Linked DNA regions of Mus musculus: region 2 is linked to region 1. Evidence: chromatin contacts called from public Hi-C data. All regions are on one chromosome and are shown on one strand. The core of a region is the stretch at or near the end of the contact, and the rest is flanking DNA. Distances in the headings are between cores, read along the strand shown. Region 1 overlaps Macrod2 (mono-ADP ribosylhydrolase 2). Region 2 overlaps Macrod2 (mono-ADP ribosylhydrolase 2).

What was found. A called contact is a pair of places that touch in the nucleus more often than the background predicts.
Region 2: a Hi-C map of cranial neural crest shows a contact between it and region 1, with 2.4 times the contacts expected there. The contact joins two enhancer-like sites. A contact is called at or near these places in 3 of 484 Hi-C or Micro-C datasets (cranial neural crest, nephron progenitors and pancreatic cancer cells).

The regions. Positions count from the first base shown.
Region 1 is chr2:141,874,349-141,880,032 of GRCm38.p6, forward strand. All of the region lies in intron 8 of Macrod2 (mono-ADP ribosylhydrolase 2), which reads left to right. Among named protein-coding and RNA genes, the nearest start is that of Gm25583, 240 kb to the left of the region's middle. Within about 2 kb of position 2,308, at least 24 of the 459 cell types and tissues checked have an H3K27ac peak or open chromatin away from gene starts, as enhancers often do.
Region 2 is chr2:142,055,918-142,061,601 of GRCm38.p6, forward strand. The region is part of intron 8 of Macrod2 (mono-ADP ribosylhydrolase 2); the gene reads left to right. Among named protein-coding and RNA genes, the nearest start is that of Gm25583, 420 kb to the left of the region's middle. Within about 2 kb of position 2,729, at least 39 of the 459 cell types and tissues checked have an H3K27ac peak or open chromatin away from gene starts, as enhancers often do.

The DNA.
Region 1 (5,684 bases), core at 1,058-3,557:
TTTGGTAATAGTAGTGAATAAAGGTATTAAGTGGACATCGGTGTTAATTAAAACCACCTAAGTGATAAGATTTAGATGGTAGAGTAACCCTTGGTCGCCAGGCCTCTTGTTTTTTCCAGTAGATTCCACTGATGACCATGTCGCTGTAGATTGCTCATTTCACCTGAGGATCTGTCATGTAGCATTCATCTTCTTCCCCTCCCTGTGAGTGACATGCTAGGAGGACACTTTTAACTAGGATTGGTTTAAAGGCAGTTGCTTAATATATGCCTACTGTATACTGGATACCATTACAAGCTCGGTTTAAACCTGTCATGCAACCTCCTGTCAATTCTATGTGATTAGAATAACTAAGATAAAAAGATCAAAGAGCCAGACATCAAGACATCTAAACCTGAGAACCTTTAGTGCATAAAACCAACGTTAATTGAATAAAATACATATAATGTTTCTTTTTAGTTTAAATCTTGAATCTCTGACATTATTTAAGATCAAAGTGGATTTTCACTTGTTCCATGCCCTCCTATATTCTACGAAGTCTCTCTACTCTATAAAATGAGAGCTTCTGCCAGTTCTTGCAGGAACTAGAGATAAAGAGCTCAATTTTCCCCTTTAATCTTTAGCAAAGAAATGACTGGTTGTATGGTACAGAGTTACATTACTGGTCCTTATTCCATTGTTGGTAAGCATTGTAGTAAGCAACACCTACCATGTGTGCTTAATTCTTTTGGTCTCACAGGGTTATTAAGGCTGAGGCTGACAACTAGTTTGATGAAGTTCCTTTTTGTTTTGTTTCTTGTTTGTTTGTTTTTTTAAACTTGCAGTCTTGCAAACCCAGTTCTCAGAACTTATGCCTTCAAAGGTGTAAGTATGGGCACAATGTCCATACTTAATGCTTGCCTCAAACTTCCATTTTCCAGTTGTCTTCCCGGGAAATGGATGCATTAATCCCAAAGTCTTAGCTTGCTTCGTTTTATTCCTGGCTTATTCTTTGTAGGTTCACCATAATTTTTCCACTTCACACGTTAAGATTTTATTTAATGAATTACAACCAAGACATCATGACTATAATGCAAGTTACTTTCTGCCTTAAACACTAAGATATTGGTCACAAAATAAATTAAATCAGCATGTAGATATTTTTGCTATTATAAAGAAGTCCATTGAGGGGTTAATGTATAGGTGGATTAGCAGTCAAGAACATTTACTGTTCTTTCAGAGGACCCAAATTTGGTTTCCAGTATACCAGTATCCATAGATAGGTTGCTCACAACTGCCTGTAACTCCACCTCTAGGGGATCTAACATCCTTTTGTGGCCTGCACACATACATATGCACATGTGTGCACATGGGCATATGCACACACATGTATACACACATACATGTGTCCACACCAAAGTACATGCATACATACATATACATTTATAAAAATAAAATTTAAGAAAAAAAGACTTTTATTCCATTTTGTTCCTGTTTTCCTGTTCCTGGTGGGTGGACAGCCTGCAGAATGTTAGGGCAGAGGCATAGGAAATCCAAGTTTGCCTCTAGTTCCACATGTTAATGGCTGAAGTAACTAGTATTAGTTATGTAACCATCCTCCCCTTCAGGCCAATCTTCCATCTGAAAAAATTAGGGAAGAAATGAAACATTTCTTCATAAGGTTCAAACAATTCTTCTACACTGAATATGACTGAATTGATCATTCATCTTCAAGGAACAGATGTGACATTCATGCCTGAATCTGTTCGCCTGATCATTAAAGCATGACCTAAAAATTAGTCAAATCTGGCATTTTTTTTCTGGACACATCTTTTTTCTGTTTTCCAATCTTGGACACATAATTTTGCTCCCAAATGAGTCTGGTTTACGTCTTAAAGAGAGGGGCAATGGATTGGGCAAAGGGCAAGGACTAAACCAGACGATCAAAGCCACCTAACTCCCAGATGGCCTGATCTAAAAGGCTGCAAGTATTTCTTGCTTAAATTGCATGCCGAAAAGCAGGGGATATTTTAGGAATCTAGAAGAGGATACAGTGTTGAAGATGCTAATGCTTTCAGCACTGTCGAGAACAGCAGAGGTCAGACTTCTTTACTGAGCCAGGGAGTGACTTAAGAGAAGGCTGACTTCCTGCCCTCATCAGGGTCCATTTATAGCACCGTGGTTGCTATTGTCTGAACACCCTTCTTCTTCAAAGTGTTGGCAAATTGGACGAACTCTCATTATGCTTTAGACTGCAGTGAGCATGAATTATGCAGTCGACTTCAACACTTCCCAACAGCATGTGCAAAGTGAACCAGAAAGATAAAGAGAGCGGGCTTTCCTCCAGAATCGGTGGATTTGCTCAGCTTTGGAATTTTGCTGACAGTCTGTGAGGTTATCACTTCCTCCCACTTCAGAGCTGAGCCTCCCATTTGGGCTCTTTGATTGGACTGTGTTCAGACATCCTCGATTTTACTTGGTGCCTGAAGACTAAATTCACTGGTGACCTTTCCTTGTCAGGCAACATCATTTGAGTACTTTATCTGTCCTTAGTAGGGTGTCATCTTTATTGTTTGTGAAAATAAAACCTTTCTCTAAAATGAAGAGAGGTGAAATGTAAGGAATAGAGAGGCTTGGGTGGAACTTTAGAAAACACTGTGCCTACGGTTATTTTATGCTGAGTTATTTATCAGGAAAGCTTCATTAGATAAGCCGCACTATGTTGTAAGCCTTTGCTCTTTCTCTATAGCCACATGAGCCTGGGGAATTAAAATCAGAACAGAGCCCTCCACTGTTTTCACCACACTGCTGCATCACTGTTTGAATACTGTGTGGAATAAGAGGCAACTCTTTAGCTGGTCCCAACAGTGGCACATATATTTTTCCTGGCTCAGTGTTCTGTGCTGCTGGGGTGACTCAGCATCAAGTCAAGCTTCCTTTATTTCCAGAATCTATTTCTCTCTTACCATTGGAGACAAGATGGTCCTAATGAAATTATAAACATAGAAATTGTATTCTGAAGTATAGACAGTCAACCTACAAAGTGTCTATAGTGACATTTTTACATTTCTGTATGACTAATGCCTAATGGCCCAACCCCAGCCTCATAATGCACAGGGGTTTTTGTTTGGTTGGTTTGGTTTTTCTTTCTTCTGTTTTGGGGTGGTGTTTGTTTGTTTGTTTGTTTGGTTGGTTGGTTGGTTGGTTTATTTCTAGCTTTGCCTGTCTTGATGCGATTGCAAGAGATGTTGAGAGCCCACAGCTGAGATCCTGACCCCTTTTGGAGTCAGGAGCCTTCATAGAAGCATGTGATATGGAAATGAAACCCATGTGTGAACGCAGAGTTAATGACTATGAAAAAAGGACTATTTCCCACCACATTTCTAGCCAGCAGCTATGATTAGCAGCATATAAGCTTTCCAGATCCCCTAATGTCCTTTAACTATATCTAAGCAGAGAGATTCTAAAATATCACATTGTAGATGCATGTCAGAAAGGAAATTCCTAATGAAAGGTATCATGCATGCTACAGGGTTGTTGGAGTTCATTGCCATCTTTTCTAAGCATACATTTCTAAATATTTCAGGAAACAGCAACTTTTCTGATGTCTTTATTCACTGGGATGACTAAGGCAAGTGTTACTATAGCCCCGCTGCTTTAACAAATAGCTGTGTGGTAAGGCACATGTCAAATCAGTGTTGTATCTATGCTTTGATGGGAACTTCCTCCTTGACATAGACCAAAATCAGCTCTTGGAACTGTGAGCTATTTACTAATATAATAGAGACGTGTTGAACTTGGGCACAGACTCTTCACCCCCCCCCCCCACCACCATTCACATGAGTTTGGTTGGAGCGGTTGAATGAGTAACCGAAAACACAAAGAACATCACAGTTTTCCTGTCAGGTTTGGTGGCAACATAAATAATTTGATGAGAATATAAGATAATGTTTCTCATATGACAAAGTATGAGAACCAGATAAGAAGAATCAACAGCTGACCTTTCTTGTTGTTTGTTTTTGTTTGTATGTGTGTTATATTTATACAGATATAGATACATGTTCTACTGTACGGGGCTTCATTCTTCTACATGATAACCGCCAGCAGTGCCAGCACCATTTGTTGAAAATGCTGTATTGCAAAGCTTCTGTAAGGCAAAAAACACTGTCAATAAGACCAAAAGACCACCAACAAATTAGGAAAGGATTTTTCCCAATCCTAAATCTCTTCACATGTATGTAGAGGACATGGTGCAAGTGTGTACACAAGCATAGGGAGGCCCAAAGTCACTTTTATCTATCTTCCTTGATTAGTCTCTACTTTATTTACTCAGGCAGTCACTTGCTAAGCCCTATGTCAACTAATGTGTTAGTCTATCTAGCCAGTTTGCCACAGCCTCATGTCTGCCACTAGAGCCCTGAAATTCCAGATGGCTGCCATGCCTGCCTGGCTTTTATGGGGTTTCTGGAGATCTTAATTGTGGTCCTTACGCTTGGGTCCAGTGCTTTGGTCCACTGAGCCATCTCCAAGTTGCCAGCAACTTATCCTTCTGGTGACATGTGAATTGGATGGTGCATTGAAGCTGCCTTATCTGTCTGTGCATGAGTCTGCACACCTGCCTGTTTGTGAGTCGGGGAGTGGTGACACTTTTCTAAAGGATTGGCTGGATGGGTTAATAACCTTAGACATACTGCTGTTACCTTAATACCTTATCAATCCTAGGGAGAAGGAAGAAAGGTATTGATTTGCTGAGCAACCCCTCTCTTGCTTTCCTGGTCTTGCTCCTATCAAAGACTTTCCAACTGTGGAAGACAGACAATCCTTTTTCTTTTTTTCTTTTTCTTTTTCTTTTTCTTTTTCTTTTTCTTTTTCTTTTTTTTTCTTCAAGTCATTATATGTCTTGTCCATCCTGTCCACAGCCGGTCCACAGGGTCACCCTCTGGGTTTGCCTTTCTCTGGCCTGGTTTGATGGCTTTCAAAAGCTTTTCTCTAAATATTTGTCTATTCTTCATGTTTCTTTTGAGGTTTGCAAATATTAAGCAAAATGTAGCACATGTTCTTAAAAGAAGATTATAACTTATTTTGATGTTAAAACTGTTAAGAAATGAACCTCATCTTCTCATTTTACAAGAGAGCTAAGGGATTTTTTTGTTTGTTTGTTTCTTTGAAAGAAAACTATAATTTATCGTAAGGATAAACAATTTAGCAGAGCCTAATATGGACTACTCACAATATATACTTGATTTTATTGCAAAAATGTTCCTAGTGTTTGGTTGGAAATCCATGCCTCTTAAAACCTTTTTGAAAGGAGTGTGAAAGCAGAAATAGAGCATGTTGTCTGTCTTACTAGCAACAAAAACAAAATGATCAATGCAAACAGGGTGAGCACACGGGGATCCTTAAGCCATTTTCCACGCATATGATTCCGTTTAATCAACACTGGAACAAAGGACAGCATTTTTCTTTCCTCTTTCCATGTGTGTTATTTCACGTTATTAAATGAGATTTGAGTGAACTGAAGTAAATCAGCCAAAACCCAGCTTGGATTAGATCCCCTAAACTTCCTTATGCCCAGATTTTTTCCAGATGGCTTCTCATGTCGCCGGTTTAATATCAACAGTGTGTGACACGCTAGACGAATATTTCTCAGACCTAGGTCAGTCCTTGAAAGATAATTACATTGTCAGTTGCCATCACTGTTACTT
Region 2 (5,684 bases), core at 1,479-3,978, 180 kb after region 1:
GTCCCTATCTTTTCCAAGTCTGAGTAATTTTTGATGCTATCCTGGCTTCTCCCTATCAGATGTCCCATTCCTGGCCCTTCCCCTCCCTATTCGTGCTGCTTGTCACACCTTCAAATGCAGTCAATCTCCAAATTGATAGTCATCTGATTAAATTCTCACATTATTGGTGGTATTTTTAGGAGTAATTGTGATTTATTCAAAAGCACTTTGTTTCCATTTCTCTTGTCTTGGTTTCTTCTAAGCCAATAACTGAGAAATCGATTAGATTGCTTTGAGTTTTGAAGTCATTCAGGATTTCAGAATGTAACCAAAACAACCCCTCACCCAAGCATAAGCATTTTAAGAATAAAATTGAACCATAACATAGTGAAGGGAGCATCCTCTATGAACCTGTATGTCTTGCATCATTGGAGCCTCTCTAGCATAAACTGACTAGTGCAAGTCTTGGTGTGGAACCAGGGATAGATCCCTTCCAGAAGAATCAGAACAATTATTTTGGAGCTTCAGTTCCACCACATTTGCTGAGGGCACTCACTCACACATACTTGGCTGACCGTTTCCCAACTCTACTGCATTCTTTTTCCCACCTAGAAGTCACGATCCTACTGCCCCATAGCACAGAAGATTCTTTTTCCTATCTTGACTACTTGGGTGGTTGATTACTTAAATTCTTTTGGAATGATCAAAAATTTGTCCAAATAATAGTGAATTCTACTCTAGAAAATATTTGTATGCATGTCTTAGTCAACTCCTGATGCTGTAACGAATATCAGAGAGTAGGCTACCTGATCAACAGACAAATTTTTTTTTTAAAGATTTATTTATTTATTATATGTAAGTACACTGTAGCTGTCTTCAGACGCACCAGAAGAGGGCATCAGATCTCATTACGGGTGGTTGTGAGCCACCATGTGGTTGCTGGGATTTGAACTTCGGACCTTTGGAAGAGCAGTCGGGTGCTCTTACCCACTGAGCCATCTCACCAGCCCCAACAGACAAATTTTTGTCCATGTATTTTGGATGCTGGAAGTCCATGGTCAAAATGGCAGCAAATTCTTTTCCTGGCAGGTTCCTAATTCATCATTTCAATCTCATTGTGTCCTCAAATGGAGAAAAAGAGAGGAAGGGAGCTGACATCTCTGTGGCTCTTTTGGTGGAGATGAAAATCTCATCACTGTAACCCCAATATCAAGGCACATCTTAGCCGAATTACCTTAGTCCTACCTCCTAACACTGCGAGATTAAGGATCAGCACCCCTCACATGAACGTCCAGGAAGCACTGATGCAAAGCCAGCCAAGTCCCCAATTCTTGTTCATTGGTCATCCTGACCCACAGAGGGATTCCAAATATTGTCATTACCTTTTCACAACCAATGTCATAAACTATACAAAAGAAACAACCGCCTCCAGTTTCCCGAGATAGATAGTTATCTTTTTAAGGAAGCAAATAATTATTTAGTGTTAACCTTCAAGGTTGTTAATATTTCATTAAAGTTATCAGCATTCATCTCCAAGAATATGCTATAGGGACTTCCTCAAAAATATTTCAGAATAACTCATTCATATAATTCTGTTCTTTAAAGGATCATTTTATTTGGTTTACCATTCCAAAGATATGGATACTAAAAGTTTGCCCCTATGGACACCCACTAATTCCTTAATGGGTACTTCCTCTAAAAACTTAATATATTCAAGCACCAAAGAGAAGAATACTTGTGACTTTAAATATTACTAATGGGAGAGAAGTAAAAATAATTGTCATTTAATTATAGAAATGTGTACTTTGATGCACAAATGCATGATAGAGGATAATGACTACAGACTTGGAAAATATTCTTTGGCTGCTGGGGACATTAGACAATAATTTACATGTTTAATTGAGTTTCTGTGAAAGGCTCATTGTGCAATTACATGTTCACTTAGGTGCTCAAATAGATACTGAGTACCGGTGTTTCACTTGTACCTATTTGCCCAAATTGCAGCTGAAGAAAAAAATGGGTCCGTTTATTCATGTGTGGGACTCCACATGTGCTTGCATTTTTACCTTGTGCTACAAATGCCTCCCGCCTTAAGGTTGATGGCTTCGCCTTGCTCCGAGCACTATTGCAGTGCAGACTATTTATGGAACAATATTGCCCTCTGGCAGTGAGGCAGCCAGTGGTTTTAATAACTGTTTTATGTCATTTTGACAGCTTCTAAACTAGTCACACCCAGCAGTTTAAGCCAGAAGGGAGACATCAAGGAAAGCCTGCAGGAGTTTTATATTACAAACCTTGTATGCACGTTTATATTAGGAAAGTGCCACATCTCTTGCTGTAAAGGAAAGCTGCCTCCCCCAAGAGGGAGACTGAAGGGGTTTTTTTGCCTCGGTAAAGCTTCAGAAATGTGCAAATAATAATGCAAGTGTTGTGCTCACCGAACAAGCAGGGAACAGATCCCTGTCCCTCCGAGAAAGCCCTGTGATCCACAAAGATCCCCGTAAGCTGATCAAACCCGGCTTCCTGGAACTTACACTCAGACACTCGTGGAATCAAAAAGGACTGTGGGGTCGTTATCTGGCTGGTCCTTTGGATTGAGTTATCTTGAGGAGTGTCACGGCTTTGCAAAATGATCCAGAGCTGTTCAATGAAGCTAGAGAAATGAAGGACTTGGCCACAGGCCCCCCATTCTTGGAGGGCTTTCTCGGCTGCCACTCAATCATTCAGGCAAAGAGGTTGCCAAAGGAGAGCCAGGTGGGCTTTGCCAGCTGGGACTGGCTTTGGAGGGGGGGTGGGGATTCTGCTATGTTTAGTAGAGCAGCTTCCTGAACAGCTGAGACAGGCATAGCTCAGTAAGCACCCATCTTTCCAGCCCAGTGCTTGCTGCTAAAGCTTTTTCCGGATTGGCAAAAGCAGCCCACTTTGTGTAAACCACTGTAGTGGTAAAACCAGGCCTTGCTCAAGTGACAACAAGCATCTTCTCACCCTGCAGTGGGACCAATCATCCTCACAGGAGAGTGCAGGGAGAGGGGGGTAGGAAGGCTTCTGGGCTGGAAGGGATGAAAACACAAATAGGCATGAAAGGAGCCTATAATCTCAGCCCTCAGGAAGGAATAAAAAGGGGATCTGAGTATGACCAGGCTAGCTCTTAGCCAAAATGGAGAAACTCGAGATTCAGTTAGAGAGCATACTTGTAAATAAGGAAGGCATCTGTGTTAACTTTGCCACCCCCCCCCCCATACAGGCATACACAGGTGCATACACCTGTGCGTACATATACGTACCACAAATGCATGCACACACAAACAAGGATAGCAAGAACATTACTGGAAAAAAATGAAAGGGAAATAACTGCTAAATATAGAAAGATGAATCTAAATGGATCCTAAAAAGAAATTATACTGAAATAATCAAACATCTATAACAACTAAATTTATTACTTGTAATTATTAGGTAAAAATTGAACTTTTATGACATGCTCTTTCCGAAATAAGTCAAATTGTTACTCAGAAACATCATCAATGCAAAAAAGGGAAGAGTTTATCTCGGTAGATAATTAAGGTAATTATTTTATTTGCATAAGAAATAAACACAAATAGCTCCAATTAGCTGATCAGTTGAGGGGAGAAAGGCAAGGAGGCCTATTTTAGCCAACCCAGGAATATGCATCATAAAAATAGATCCACACTTTCTTTTCTTACAAGCCATGAGAGCCTCAACCATGACACTAAACAAAAAATGAAAGAAATATGGAGACAAGTTTAGAGCAAGAGAGTATTGGGTGCCTGTTTCAAAGATGATCCAACTAAAGCTGGAGTGCCACCACAGAGAGCCTGTCCCAGTCATATGCAATCACTCCACAGTCGGTCTTCCCAAACAATTTAGTTTCCAATTGTTTCCAAAGAAATAGCACTTAGAAGAGAAGTACCTCATGTTCTCTTCTGTCCTTGTTAGGGTTTCCTGCTATGAATAGACACCATGACCAAGGCAACGCTTATAAAGACAACATTTAATTGGGGCTGTTTATACAGGTTCAGAAGTTCAATCCTGCTATGAATAGACACTATGACCAAGGCAACGCTTATAAAGACAACATTTAATTGGGGCTGTTTATACAGGTTCAGAAGTTCAGTCAATTGTCATCAAGACAGGAGCATGACAGTGTCCAGGCAGGCATGGTGCAGGAGGAGCTGAGAGTTCTTCATCTTTATCTGAAGACCAGTAAGAGAAGGCTGGCTCTGTTGGTCTCAGGAACCAGCATGGCATATTGTCTCTGAATGCAATGACATCATCACATATAGGCAACAGGGACCCAAGCATCTGTTGCCGTGGCAACCACCATACATTCCCAGAATCCACTTGGCTCACCTCCCAACTTTACCTGTGAGCAGCTATGCCAAAACCGGAATAAAAGGCAGACCCTTCTGACCTCCCTCCTCTCTCTGTCTCTGTTTCTCTTTTATCTTTGTCACTACCTTTGCCCTCTCCCCCCACAATAAACCCCAGATGAAATTGTATTGGCCTGGTATGGTCTGGCTAAGAGCTAGCCTGGTCATGCTCAGATCCCCCTTTTTTTCCCCCTCCTGAGGGCTGAGATTACAGGCTCCTTTCATGCCTATTTGTGTTTTCATCCCTTTCAGCCCAGGAGCCCTCCTACCCCCCTCTCCCTGCACTCTCCTGTGAGGATGATCGGTCCCACTGCAGAGTGAGAAGATGCTGGTTGTCTCTTGTATTCTAACACAACAGGCTATCACATGGTTACAGGAGGGTCTCATTGCCCACCCCAAAATGACACACGTCCTCCACAAAGTCCATACCTACTCCAACAAGACCACACTTCCTAATAGTGCCACTCCCTAGGCCAAGTATATTCAACCCACCACACCTACCAATGGCTGCTGGGAGTCTCCACCTGTCCTAAAATTTTCTATAAATTTCCCTCCTCCATGAGTACCTTTCATTTTACATTCCCCTTTTCAAAAGCCATGGGGGCTGAGCCAAGAGCAACACAGAATGATATGTGTTCTATAACTTTTATTTTATTTGGCTTGGTCCATGCTTATGGGCACAAGTGACATGCTTCATGTCTAACAGCAAAACTTGGAAGAGAAATTTGCATATGGTAACTTTGACTGAGAGAAGAAAAGCTTGAGCTGTTTTAAGACCCAATTAATGGTAACAAAAATAATGATAAAAATTATAATAATGTCAATGATGTTAACTGATATTATTTCATAGGAGTACAGAGTAACTAGAATTCATAAGGTATACTTCTCAATAGCCAACATTCTTTGAAGAAAATGTATTTCTACTATACTCCTGTAGGAAATAAGGGCAGGAAAGGTTACCCTACTCAAGGGTCAGTGCTAGCCCTCAAATTCATGTTTTCTCTGATTGTGTCTTATTATTTGACTGGTTGAGTCTTAGGTGAGCTGTGGCAGGTGGTATTATGGACCTTATGAAATTTTAGAGTCCCTCCTGCTAGAGCAGGAGATGATGTTTTCCTACCTACTCTGATCTTAGATTGGACCATGTGACTTGTCTCAGCCAATAGAAGAAGCAGAGGTGATAGCTTGAGGGAAGCCCTCAGTCCAGGCACTCATAGATGCTGCTGACTCCGTCTGTCTTTGGTGCCAATCATAGAAATAAAAAGGATGTGGCCTGTCAGGTGGGGGAGTGAGGACAAATGAGAAAGCTCCCTGGTG